Regions from separate parts of the Anas platyrhynchos genome. Here region 1 is linked to region 2. A link is a contact called in public Hi-C data. All regions are on one chromosome and are shown on one strand. Each heading gives the region's core, a stretch centred on a gene start, on an enhancer-like site or on the middle of the called end of the contact. The rest is flanking DNA. Distances are from core to core; before and after follow the strand shown.

Region 1 (6,853 bases), core at 4,311-6,810, 150 kb after region 2:
AGGACAGCTTCAGGCAGGCACAGCCCATACAGTGACATTCGAAAGTACTCTGACATGTCCAAGCATGACCCAAGACTGCAGGATGTGGTCTTGATCTTTCTTTTAATAAGCAATACAAAACAACTGCTAGAACCGGTCCCCAGTCTACCCTCTTTTGCTTACATGCTGTTCATTAAGCAGCTTCCATTCATCCCCAGAGTCTCGAATTCTCCTCTTGCAAGTGCGAGGAAGGCATCATTTGAGAATATTTTCCTTTGAAATGTATTTATTTGTGATCTGTAAATCTACTCCGGGGCTCTATTACTAACTTGCGAATTGACATACTTTTATTTTTGTTACCAGTAAACAGCATCCACCGTGACCTTAAAATGACATGGGCTGAAGGTTTTGAGCATGAGGTAGACAATTTTGGAAAGCCAGTGCTTAGCTTTTCTGCAAACCAGGTCCCTTTTTAAGGTATTTCCAACCAAACACATGAAAGCAAAGAAACCCCAAATCATTAATTACTTTTGAAAATTTTAGCCAGGGAACACTTTTTTAGTGCTGGTTGAGGAGTCATTAATTATCATTGCACTGAATGTAATAACAAACCAGACCTCCCCAATGGGCAAAGGCAAACCACTTCTCTTCTAGATTTTTTTTTTTATGGCAATAATAAAACATATTATTATGCACCTCCAACCACGAATGTTCTCCAAAGCAACTTGATATTAAAACCCAAATCATCTGACTGGATGGGTTTTTACAGATCGTTACAGCAGGGCAAGCCAGGAATGTTATTGGAGTGGCCTGAGGCACGGTACTATTCCATGGAAAACGAATAACAGTTAAAAATGTGAAGTGTTCCAGAATTCATTTTCTCAAAGGGTATTTGTGGCACTGTTGGGAGATTAGAGCCATTCCTACTCAACCAGCTATACTCCCCGTGAGCCCTTCGTTTGTGCCTGTTTCATCCGAACGGTCAGGTTTCTTCCACTGTGGCAGAATACAAATGTGAGCTGGCTCTTCTGTTGTCTGGACTTGTTTAGTTTTTCCTCCTTTTCTTTAGCAGCAATGCATTTGCATAGTTTTCCAGGCTACAGCAGCAGCAGTAGGAAAAGGTTGGGCTGAAACCCAGTTAATGCCACTCCAATGTGCTCCAGGTTTGCATTTCAGAACTCAGTCCCTGTGATCGTACTCTGTACTACAAGATTCCCCTCCATGCTTTGCAAGATTCAACGTGGAAGCCCATTTTTATTTTTTTTTTCTATAGCACTTTTCATCTGCAGATGTCACCGCCTGTTGGAAAGAGGACAAGCAAAAGGATGTGCATCTCAGCTACCTGTTGTGCCTCCTGTGTCCTCAGAATAGACCTCTGTGCACATCTGCGTGGGGTGTCTCTGCCACTCTAGGAGTGATGCAGTTTTTAAAATGCTTCAGGTAGTGCAGATCTAACACCAGAACGAACAGGGTTGCATTTTTGCACATCTTTGTGAGTTTTAGAGTGAAATTTAGGTGCAAACAATTAAAGACTCAAGAGGCATGGCCGAAGTTTTTTGAAATTTAGGTCTGAGACCTGTATAGTTGCATTAAAACTTCTGTTTGTTCCCCAGGTCTTGGGGGCACCTGACTGTCCGCATGATCTTAGTATAAGTTGAAGCAGCCAAGCAGTCCCCTGGCATCTGCACAGGCCATACTCCTGCTGTAGCAGAACCTGCCAGGAGCTGGGCAACCTTATGGTTGGTGCCTTCAGTCCATGTAGAGACTCATAGACTTATAGCAAAGAAGTTTTGAACTTGGTCTGTGGTTTCAGAGCACCGACAGTCAGTGATGTAAGGCTGAGGATCTCAATTTCTTACATTAAAATCTGATTGTAATTATTAATGTTCAGTGTTAGTGGCTACTGCTGACAGCTATACATAAAGAATGAAAAAACATTGAAAAGGTTCATACAATGTCAAAACACCTGAATGATTTAAATTAAATGATCCTGTGTCTGTGCATGTGTACATAGATAAATATAAATAAGTAATCAAAAACATGAAGGTAGTAAAAAAAGAGAGAATGTCTTTTGTGTTTTTTTGTTTTGTTTTGTTTGTTTGTTTGTTTAAATCTCCATCAAGAAACAAAAAATATAGTGTATTTGTTCATGTCTTTGGGATTTGTGTGTGTGTGTGTTGAAGGAAAAATATGAACTGGGAAATACAACTAAAGCCATAATTGAGAAGAGCTGTAGAAATGAAAATTAAAGACAAATGAGAGCAAAAGGGATGGAACATTAATAAACATACAGATCATGCAAATTCAGTGTCATTTATGTTAGGATCAACTAGATTAATATTAAAATTAATACCTATTTCTCTGCAAGGGCTGTCTGGATTTACTACAGGTTGGACATTACAAGCTTGGGTATCTCCAAGGATGGAGACTGCACAGCCTCTCTGGGCAATCTGTCACTGGACAGCCCTGAGAAAAGCCTGCCTCCTTCATTCCCTCTCACCAAGTATTTGTACAGACCGTGAAGATCCCCTCTGAGACTCTCCTTCTCCAGGCTGAGCAGCCTCACCCCTCTCAGCCTCTCCTCACACGACAGAGGCTCCAGACAAAAATAAATAAATAAATAAATAAATCAAAGAAGTTGAGAAAGTATTAGTTGTGGATTTCAAACCTAGAAGGGAAGTAAAATGTTTTACATGTACTGTTTATTGATGACTTATTTTTAAGTGCACATGGAGACTTACCACATGTTCAGCTAAGTGGTAGCTATTCATTTCCTAAACTGGTTTTCTTTTCCTAGGCTTTAACTCCTAGGTTAGAAGAGGATGTATTACCCTACCTCATCACTGACACAAAGGAAGCCCAGGTGACTAGGCAGGACACCTGGCCTTCAGGTATAGGATTAGGTAAGACAAACTTCCTGATCCCCCACGTCACACACCCACGTACACACACCCACTGGTTTGGCCATGTCATTAGCACTGACCAAGCACGTAGCTCTTCCCAAGCCTGCACAGCAATTGATGGACCTCTGCTGCGGCTGTGCTTGCTCAAGGAAAGGCAAGGCCCCGTTCCACCCCTTGTGTATCGCCCCGTGCTGTTGGAGGGCTAGCAGGCAGCTATGGCGTGTTGCTGCTGTTTCCCACAGCCATACCGCACTGTTTGGGAAGCTTTTTCAGAACTTTCTCTAGCTGCTCTTGTGGACTTGAAATGGGATTGCCTTTGGTTAAGTCACTCAGGTTGCACAATGGGCCGAACTACTAACCACGTCTCATCAGACCTTCACTTCACCAGAGAGCATTTCGGTGAGTGTCGTGCTTCGCTGCCAGCTGCACAGACTATTTTTGCACCTAGGATAGAGCCTGCTTTTAGGACATGTCTATCAGGACCAACATCGACTCCAGGAATGTAGACACAGACATGTCTGAAAAAGCAAGCAGCAAGTTATGGTTGTTTTCAAGCCTCTTCTGAGGCAAGAGGAGGCCTCAGGGGTACATCTCAAAGTGTAAAACAATGACCAGATTAAAGGAGATTTAAAGCACAGATTAAAGGAGCCCTTATTAGAGTGCACATTAGAAGAAGTAGGACAACTAAAACATTTTCTCAGGATGTGCTCAGAACCACACAGGAATTGTTTCAAAGAGCAGTGGCTTATGACTAAAAGAGACAGTTTGAAGTGTTTTTGGACATCATGTGTCTCTTGCCTTTACCACAGCTTTAGCCTTGCATGGACAAATAGTCCAATTCCAGCACAAGGGGCATTTACTTTCTTATTAAACTATGCAGTTTATATGTTGGCATTGTCTGAAGCAATGGTGCCTACTAGATTTTTATGCCCTGACTCTTACGACCCCTCTTCTCCACCGTCCTTGTGTTGAATACCCATTTGGGTTAACCTAAACATATTGCCTGGGTGACAGCAAATCATGTGGTCAAATAATAATACTGATTCCAATGCTCAGTTTTCTAAGCAATCCTACTTCAGTTGGGCTATTTACAAGGATAACGACCATTCTTGTAGTAAAGGAATGCACTATTAGATTTTTCTTTTTTATTTTTAGCTGGCAAGTAGATGGCCTTTTAGCTGGAAATATCCCTAAGTTGTAAGTAGCTATATGACTATAATAAGATTTACTTGAAGAAACTTAAACATTCATGCTGATCTCTCCTTAAAACATAAATGTCAGAGTAGCTGAGATAACTAACTCCCACTGATTCCAGTGAAATAGATACTAATTACCCTTTGAGGATTTGAACCTGGAGCATAACAGAAGGCAAAATGTAACTTAAAGAAATATATAATAGAAAAAGTATTATGACATTATAAAAATAACTTGCATTGCTGTTGTACTGAATATTCTGCACTTAGATGTTTTCTTAAAAAGACTTACAAGATTTATAAATCTGGTTCTACAACATTTTAGAATTCAAACCTGGGATAGACCATGTCATTTATATCACAGCAATCTCCTGAATTTACTTTAAATCAGTTCAGTTTACAAGAACGGACATTTTTTTCAACAGGCTCTATTTTCTCCTATATGCATTTGATAACACACACCTCAGGACCACTCAATTGCTACCAAAAAGACTGTAAGTTCTAAAAGCTGGCTCTGAAAACAGCTTATTGCTGTACTTGTTGGAGCCAACAGACCATTGTCTTAGGAACAAGATGTGTATTAATTTTTGATGTTAGCTAACGGCTGCGTGAAACTTCTAAAGAAGTTGTCAATAGTCAGCATTTAACTCAGTGAGACAAGAAGATGCAGCCCACGAGGCTAGTCCCAAGATCTAGTTGACTTTGCCCCACTAAATCAAGTCTTCCTGGGTAGGCACAAAACACTGCAGTTACAAACACCCAGCTTATGCCTGCAGACATTGAACTCTCCAACTGCCTAGATGACACACAAAACGTTGGGTGTTCTTTTGAGTGAGACAGTTTTAGATGTACTGGGCTTCGCTCTGCATCTGAATATCCTTCCCTTGGATTTAACAGAACGTAACAGCTTCTCAGATGCCTTTATAATCTCACCTCGTGAAATGAAAATATTCAGCCAGCTTTTCATCTCTTCTTCATTGTATCTATTCTATCACTTATCAACCTGCTGAAGGCTATGTATTAGCATCCTCAGAAGGACTGCTACGTCTCATATGCATCAGAATCCCCCAAAGCCACCCAGGTAAAATTTAGACGTTAAATCCCAGCTGCCCATTCAGAACTGGACCTGAATCCATCTTTCCTTGGGTCTGGCATAGGCTTTTTGAGTGAAGATTACTACAGTGCCATCTAGTGCCACGTTGCTGATCCTCGCATACGCTGCATAGCATTTCTGAGGGCATTGCTCTGTACTCATTACTTCTAGCTCTGAATACTCTTAGATCTCGAAAATGCAGTCCACTTCCTCGGGAACATTCCTTCCTCATCCAATCTTTTTTTTCAGGGAAGTCATAATACAGATTATATATATTTCTATAACAGACCTTTCAGCAATGCCATGCAATAAAATTGGCACCGAGCAGTGTGACTGTGTGGAATGGGGAAGGAACTGGAGATTATCTTGCAAAGACCATGTGTTCCCTAATCTTCAAAATGTGCAACTTTTAAAAATAGGAATGTGGAAGTTGCTCGGTAAAGTAAGCTTAGAGAAGGGGTCTGATGCCTTCTGGCATGGCCAGTCTGGGTGCTGGAGAGTACCAGGGAGGCGAGGGGAGGTATCCCCAAATGCAAAGGTTCACAAAAATAGTGAAAAAGCTATTATTTTCCCTATATATATGGGAAGCAATCTCTGTTGAAAAATCCATAGAGGTTCCCACGCCCCAGGAGATTAAAAACTCTTCAAAACTTTCTATGCAATTCTATTAACAAAAATGCAGCTGATTCATGTGGCAATACTCCCTGTCAACTCACCCAGGTCTCCCGCATTCCCAGACGAGGAGCCCTGAGCGGATCTTGGCACAGGCATGAGAGGAGAGCTGCCCTAAAGTACCCATAGATGAAGAAGTTACCCAACGGGCAGCTTTTGAATTTCTGCAGGCTGAAGCAAGGCAGCGTGCCTCCAGACAGCTAATGCCATATTTCTGAAGTCTTTTTAAAGTAATAATACACAGAAGGTCCTAGTGAGAAACCAATGGGAAATGAGCACTTAGGGACTCGTGAAAATCATGTCGGGTTCCTGTCTACATCTGCAGAAGCTTTTAAGTCTGACCTCAGGACATCTTGTGGCCAAGTAAACGTGCTTTGCTAAATGTGACACTCATTTTGGGCACTGTGGTACAATGTGACCTGTGGCCTGTGTGATTAAAAGTAGCTGCTGTCGCCAGATGTTCCACGTGTTTCCCCAGGCTGCTTATTTAGGGTGCTGGCACCATCTACCACCACGCGGTCCAGCACCAAGCAGGCAAATGACTCTTTCTGTTTTCTTGAAGAGCTATAATGTTGGGGTGTTTATCTGAAACAGTTTGAGGCCATGTCCATGATAACAACTGGAGGATGGATAATTTCAGGTGTATGACAGGTTCCACTGAGACCAGTAAAGTCTGTTCTGTGATTTCTCTCATCTTACAATCATTGTACTTCAATAACTATACTGGGATTGCTCTTGAAAAGTCCTACTGACACTCCCAGCATTCTCATTTTCATAGCACCTTCAATACTGATCTAAAATTAGACTCTGTTCCTGAACTGAATGTATTGCTCTTCAATATGCAAGCCACAAATTGACAAAAAAAATCAGTCTCGTATACTTAGTGCTGAATTAGCTTGCAGTAAGACAAAAAGATTTACTTTTTGCCACATCTAAGGTCATAAAGTAAATAATAAAACTGTTTTCCATGAAGTCTGATTGAAAGTTTTTGCACCTTATTAGCCATCAGAGCA
Region 2 (7,360 bases), core at 3,617-6,116:
TCTGTTACTTATCTTGCAGAGGTAGCCTGGGCAGACACATTTTGAAGTGAAGATTTAAATCTACACTGCTATTTCCTCATGCAAACTTCTAACATTTAAAGGCTTATTTCTGTAAAAGTGAGAGGTTGCACATAAAAAAAAAAAGAAACTGACCCTAGCAGCAAGTGTTCTCTCCAAACTCAGTTGGAGAAGCTCCACTCTGATGGACTTTTCTGACGCAAGCTTTGTTAGAATACCAAGTGACTTTGTATATCCTTCATATCTTGGTTAATCTGAAAATAATCATCACTGAGGATAAAAGCTGTGGAACAGGAGTAGCACAGAGGTAACTCTGCAATGGCAGAGACTACTTACGGTTTACATGCACAGAGGCAAAAGAACACTTATATTCTATGCTAAGCTATATTTTAAAAAAATTAAGGTCTGATCCTGTGAGGCAAACACCTCCGCCCCCTATATCTTCATATGGAGGTGAGATAGCTGCCATGGAAGAAGTCTTACAAGTGCAGTGTTATTTCACCAGCGTTCACGCATACCTTATATTCATGCCCCACCTAGGACCAATTCCCAGCAAGGTTAAGACTCTTGAGTACACCGTTAGTCTCAAAAAACACACACAAAACCACCTACAATAAATGCTTACTCCTCTGCACATGCAAACATTAGTACAAGTTACAAGTAAATTAGTCCTACACCACAAAAGCTCATTAATGCAGCAGATTCAACCAGAGCCATAGGAAACAAAACCAAAGCAAGCAAAGCAGCAAAAACAGGTTTTAAAAAAAAAAAGCAGAATGACTGTGTGAGATCATGAAACACCCAAATTATCATCAGTAATACTAGCAGCCCAGTCAAACAGTATTTGGGGTTGATTTGGTATCACTCTTTTACATACCATTTGAAGGTATCTGATCATCACAGAGTTCTCATTCACCTAATTAGCTGGTGGACATGCTGAAAAGAGTAGAAAGCAGTAGATAGGTAGCAGTACTTGAGCAACATTTATAAAGGAACTGAAAGCAAATGAAGGAGAAGATTACTGATCTTTTTCCCCCCGCCAAGTCAGTAACCGACTAGGGTCTTCCTTTCCCCCACTCAAAACTGAAATGCAATTCCACTACCCTTAGAAGCAATTTTCATTAGGATCTCTCAGAACAACATTTGTAGAATTAAAGGGGGGAGGAGAGTCCTGTTTGTACCTTAGGTCTGATACAACGTAACATGCATTGCAAAAATACACAACCTGCTTTGAAAGTGTATATTGTGGTAGTCCAGAGTTTAAAACTTGGAAACTCCATCCATGCTCATTTCACAGAAACCATATAAAATTACAAGTGGATGACTCTAATAGAAAGTACAGGCCCCGAGTTCAGAGCGATTGATTTAGATTTTCCCAAAATGTGTACGCAGGCACAGGTGCATTGCTGACTTACAGCCAAGAGTTAGCACATGACTTCCAGCATCAACCTTTCTTTTACAAGTCAGCCAAGTTTAAAAATCATGGACCAAGACTGCATGACGCCTTTAATTTTAAACTGTACAGATCATACCCAGTAGGACTTTAGAAAGTCAACAAAAAGTCAACAACGCTGCCAATCTGATCTTATCGAGCCACTTGGAGAAATACCTTCAACTTTCTACCTACACAGCATACTTCAGATATATGTATGTGATTCTTTACCTTTAATAACGAAGGCTTCAGTCACCAAACGCAGCATGTACAGGGGTTCATCTTTTGTAGAGATGTCATCGATCCCTGCTTTTGCATACATGCTGATGGCATCTCTGTAGGATCCCTCTGCGTAATGAAGCTTCCCTAGGATCAGCATAGCTTCTACCATATACTTAGGCTGAAACAGAAGTGAGGGGAAGAGAGCATTTACACAGTAAAATACCAAAAGGGCACAAGTGAGGTACTTTAGCACAAATTAAGAAGATTCAAAATGTTTTGTTTTTAACCTTGTCAACTACACAGTTTGGAGAAGTAAGGATTTAAGTGTCTAGATATCTTAGCACTGTGCTTATGAGAGCAGCAAGCCACAAAGGTCAAGGAATTACTTTGGAGCTCAGTTTGGCAACACACAGCTTACAAGTCACCTCTTCCCTTGCCACTGACCTATTCTATTGATTCACCAGCCATGGATAGCACTAAAGCCTGTCACTATCATAACTAGACACACACACCAAGGAAATCCCCTGCTTTTAAGCTGTATAGAAAACATTTTTCAGTCATTCAGTTACTGGTCCCCTCTGCTCTGTACATTTAATTAAAAAAAAAACAAAAAAACAAAACAGGAAAGTTCCCAAGTTTTCTTAAGTTCTCAAAAAATTTTCAGGCAAAAGTAGAGGCAGAAGGCATGCCTGCCATTTCTAGAATTTGTTTAGTATTGAAAATGTGTATACAAATGCGTGCAAAAAACCCTACACTTATTAAAAGACAAACATTTGGGCCCTTTCTAATGTTTCAGAAAGCAGAAAAGGTTCCTAATCCTTCACCCTCGTTTTTTAAACACATTCAGTCAACAGAGGTTCATGAGTAGCCTGAAAGTAACTAACATGATTAGCCAAATCTCCGCTACAAAGAAACAGTAATGGCAATTCACTAAGCCAAACCTAACACCTAGTCCTGGAAACAAACAAACCAAACAGCAACAACAACAAAAAAACAACCAACCAACCAAGAACAGTGTTTTTGGCTGTTACTGGGGTTAAACTATAAAGAAAAAGAGTTGAATGAATCCTCCTTCCTACCCCATCTTTTTATTTAAATACACTGACTTTTGAGAAGATACAAACAATGAACTGCCCCACATGACAAAAAAAAAAAAAAAAAAGCTGAACACGGGCTCTGTTGCAAGTAACATGATCAACATATAACATCCACTTGCAAGCTTGTTACCCTGTAAGTTTCAGGACCAGGCACAGTACAAGCCTAGAACTTCAGACTTGTAATTTGGAGTCCTATTAAAGCTGTCCAAAGTCAACAGTAACCTTTGAGGCAGTGTCTTGAAACTCTCCTAAAGCCCTCTGCAACTTAGCTAATGGGCAGCTATGAACCACGCACTCAGAACATGAAACAAAACTGAGACTAAGTTGGCATAACTTATCTGTCACAGACTGAAAACAACACAAGGCTGTAACCTTGGACTTGCACTATGACCTCAATGGCCCAGCAGCAGCATGAAGCACATTTTACCTCTGTCCTGGTGTTGACCAGGTGCAATTCCCTCAGCCCCAGAGCGGCAGGAGGTTCCTCAGCCAGGCAAGCCCTGCAGCACCATTAGAAGGCCCTGCACCACGGCTGCAGAGAGCTCCTACATGCTCAGCCCACGTCTTTGTAATTAAAAAGAAGGATACATTTGTAATACCTAACCTGTTTGGATGTGAAAAAGCAATCTCTCAACAGAAGACACTGCAGAGGAGCATTGAATTACCAGGACATCAGTAACACCTATAAACACAGCACTGTACATAGAGGGACGTGATAAGGCAATGTCACCACCCTGTACCAGGCTAACAATCACGTGAAAAAAAGCATCAGGTTATCAGCAGTTACAGTGACAGAGCCCACTTACCCGCAGCTTTCCTCTGCTTAAGATGTTGGTCAGGCACTGCTTAGCCTCACCCAGTTTGGGCTCGTTCTTCTCTGTCAGGGGGATGGAGTCCTTCAGTTTGGCAAAGTTTTCCTGCAAGCATTCTTCCAGCAGGACTTCGGCAAGCAGCATGTTCCCATAGTCCTCTGAAAGCACATCCCACCCAAGCAGAAACATCACTGAGCATTTCTGAATGCTATTATCAGCGCTGCTTTATTTAAGTAGCATCACATTAACATTTAAACGGGATTAGGAGAAAACTCATCATCTGCAAGACACATAAATAGTAACTCTGAGGGGTGAGAGGAACTAGCAGAGGAAAAAGGGAAGTTGTGTTAACTCGGGGATATTGGGAACGTTGTTATCTATGAAAAATAAAGTGAGGCTTCCTTTTAATTAAAAGGATTTTTGCCTGATTGGATTGGTTCATTTTGGTGGCACAATTTACTCTTGTGTTGTCACTAATGTAAGAACTAAGAGTTGAAAAGGGGGCTTTGTGATGAAAAAGCATCAGATTTAGCAAGCATTTAACCACACGCTTAAGATTTAAAAGTGCACAGGAATATAAGTTTGCTGCAGATTCGGTATAAGGCATGAAGTTAGCTTACTGCAGAGCAGCAACCACATCAGAAGCTTAAATATTTTGCATTAAAGAACTGTTTTCTAGGAACTGTACGATGTAAATCTTGTTAAAAGACCCCACCGGCCAGCGCTGCTGCGGCTCCCGGCTGCATTCATTCAGGAGCACCTCACACAGTGCACTGAGCGGAATAGGGTAAGGACACCTCCCTACACCCCACCAGGGCACCCTGCCTTCCCCACAGCCCCTGGTGTCGCCCCCCGACACCGCGGGCACCCCTGCGGGCAGCGCCCTCTGAGGACGCGCCCCGCGGCTCCCCCAACCGCCGCTCGGCACAACCGGCACCCGGCGGGGCTCCCCCCTTCCTTCCTTCACCCCCTCACCGGCTTCCTCGGCGCCCGCCGCCGCCTTGCGCGGGGCCCTGCCGTGCGGCGGCAGCTGGTGGCGCAGCAGCTGCCGGAGCTGCGCCCAGTGCCGCTCGGCCCGGCAGCGCTCCAGCTCCCCGGACAGCTTCACGTGCCACAGCGCCGCCATCTTAGCGCCCCGCCGAGGGCGGCTCCGCGCCGCGCCCACCCCGCCGCAAGCCCCGCCCACATAGGGCGAGGCCCCGCCCACCGAGGGCGAGGCCCCGCCCCCTCCCCGCCGCACCTGCCAGGTGCAGCCGCGGGGCGGGGCGCTGAGGGGAGGGGAGCGGGCAGCGGGGCGGGGCGGGCGCATGCGCAGTGGGCCGGGAGCAGGGCCCCGCTGCACCTGGGGGCCAGGGCCGCCATCGCGCGGCGGTTTAACGGCCGCGGGCGGCGGTTTAACGGCCGGGCGCTCCGCGCTCTGTTTGTTGTTTCCTCTCCACAGGAGGCTCGCCATGGCCCCGAGGGGTGCGGGAGCGGCGCTGCTGTGCTGCTGCCTGGCCGCCTGCCTGCTGGGCGCCCCGGCGGAGGAGAGCCAGCCCGCGGGGATCCGCCTGGACAAGAGCCTGGTGCAGGACAAGGAGTACGTGAGGGGCAGGGCAGCCGGGGGGCGGCTGCTGGCCCTGCCAGGGGCTGGGGAGCCGTCAGCACAGCTCGCACCAGCGCTTCCTTAGCTGCCTAGTTGAGGTGTGAGGGTAAACGCGCTTCCTGCAGTCCCCTCGCGTTGGGGAACAGCCCCAAGGAGGCTCTGAGGGCTGCTTGGGGTGTTTTGATAACCAGTTCAGCAGGCCAGGAGCAAGAGGAATAGCTACCTGAGACACTAGAGGCCACTGCAGCACCTCTAAGGAGCAGCCGCTGTGCCTGCCTCGTTTCAGTGTAAAACTGTCAGCTGTCCTGCGTGTCCAGGGTGCTTTTAGAGACACAGTGCTTCCTGGGCACTTGGCTGCTTGAGCAAAGACTGCGTTTGATGTCAACAGAGAATTAAATATTAACTAACTGGCATGTCACTTGTTGTGTGTTGTTTTTTTTCTTAGCCACATCATGGAACATTTGGAAGGTGTTATCGAAAAACCAGAATCTGAGATGTCTCCACAAGAGCTGCAGCTTCATTACTTCAAAATGCATGATTATGATGGCAATAATTTGCTAGATGGGCTAGAGCTTGCTACCGCTATATCACATGTCCACAAAGAGGTAGGTGGTATATTGTAATGGCTTGTGCGTTTGCAAGCAGTTCTGACTTTCTTAAATCAGCTTTAGGTAGCATTGTCACAACACACCTTCAGTTACAGTAGAACAGTTTTGTGTGAAAACGAGACTGTTCCCCCTTCAGCTTGATTTATAAACGTACTAACTTTACCATAGTTTTTTCATGACACAGCACAGTTTTAAGGAGACTCCCCTGCAGTTTAAGCTTGACTGTGAGTGAAGACTGCAAATAATTTAACAAAGGGGATAAGCAGGGATGAGGAGAGGAGAAAGGGAAATTGTCCATAATAGAATTAGATTGATGTGTGATTATAGAAGTAGCATGTGACACAATGCTGCTGCAGGTTTTAAGCCAACTGTTTTCAGGCCCAAACTACCACTACCATGGATACACCAAATGTAAGAGACCTCTTGCACAAACTCAGCTTAGAAGAACCAGTCATGGTCTGCCGTTGTTTTCTTTACCATTTCTAAACATGTTTTCCTCCCAGCTACAAATGTTTAAGAACAAAAGCAAGTATGATCCTTAGGAAGACAACGCTTACAGAAAATCATGTACTGACCTTTCAGAAATTACAACTCAAAATAGCATAACTTTATATATACCTCTGGGGAAAAAAACAAAAAAACTTGTCAAGAACACAATAATGGCTTGCTGTTTCTTGTGCAAGGGCACTTCTTCTCATTCCCCTTTGTTCCTAAGAGGTGATACTAAGAATTTTACTATCTTTAAGCTACAACAATGTATTGAAGGTGCTGTTGTGTTTTTTTTTTTTTTAACTGCGAACTCCATATGTTACAAGTTCATATGTTACAAATATATGAAACATGTTACAAACATGTACATGTTACAAACATATGAAACATGTTATATGAAATATGTTACAAAACATATGTTACAAACTCCATATGTTACAAAGGATGATGTTTCTATACAGTATAGAAACTGTATGTCTGTGCAACATAAAGATTCAAATTAAGAATATGCCTACTAGGTTAGTCTATTGTTGTACATTGTGCTATTTAGCTTTTAGATCTCTTGGCTAAGAATATAAACTGGATGTAATGGATACAAAGCACTTGTTTTGAAGTACAGAGAACTTGGACTTAATAGCTTGCATCTGGTAAAAGTTCCATGTATTGGAACAAATGATTATATAAAACTTAGAACCACCTTAAACATCAAACACGAACTGCTTAACAAAAATTAGTTGTCAGTAATCTGTCACATGTGCCACTAGATGGGAAACACTGCTAAACTTGTTTCTTTTCTTTTTTTTTTTTTTTTTTGTAGGAAGGTGGTGAGCATACCCAGGCAATGAAAGAAGAAGAGCTAATTAGTCTAATAGATGATGTCTTGCGAGATGATGATAAGAATAACGATGGGTACATTGACTATGCAGAATTTGCAAAATCACTGGAATAAGGTTTTGCAGGGGGCTTGTTTCTCCCAGCTAAGTGGAAATGTGACCTGGTATAATGTGATGTATTACTCCTGTTGATCTTTGTGCTGCAGTGTTAGTGAGGAGAGGTGTACCAGTTGCAGCTGAATTTCCTTGAAAATTGTACCTGTT

Evidence for each region. A called contact is a pair of places that touch in the nucleus more often than the background predicts.
Region 1: a contact with region 2 is called in a Hi-C map of subcutaneous adipose tissue, with 3 times the contacts expected there. The contact joins the enhancer-like site here to the promoter of MCFD2 in region 2. A contact is called at or near these places in 5 of 8 Hi-C or Micro-C datasets (F1 follicle, liver, skeletal muscle and 1 more).

The regions. Positions count from the first base shown.
Region 1 is chr3:39,111,206-39,118,058 of IASCAAS_PekinDuck_T2T, forward strand. The region is part of intron 5 of CRIPT (CXXC repeat containing interactor of PDZ3 domain); the gene reads right to left. Among named protein-coding and RNA genes, the nearest start is that of SOCS5, 11 kb to the left of the region's middle. Within about 2 kb of position 5,561, at least 1 of the 8 cell types and tissues checked has an H3K27ac peak or open chromatin away from gene starts, as enhancers often do. A contact at or near this core is called in subcutaneous adipose tissue, where this site is marked.
Region 2 is chr3:38,963,890-38,971,249 of IASCAAS_PekinDuck_T2T, forward strand. MCFD2 (multiple coagulation factor deficiency 2, ER cargo receptor complex subunit) reads left to right here and starts at 4,867. Exons shown (of 3, transcript XM_005009819.6): 1 at 4,867-5,160; 2 at 5,612-5,771; 3 at 7,081-7,360. The coding sequence starts at 4,889. The coding sequence ends at 7,212. TTC7A (tetratricopeptide repeat domain 7A) reads right to left here and starts at 4,759. Exons shown (of 20, transcript XM_027454067.3): 1 at 4,557-4,759; 2 at 3,576-3,739; 3 at 1,682-1,850. The coding sequence starts at 4,707.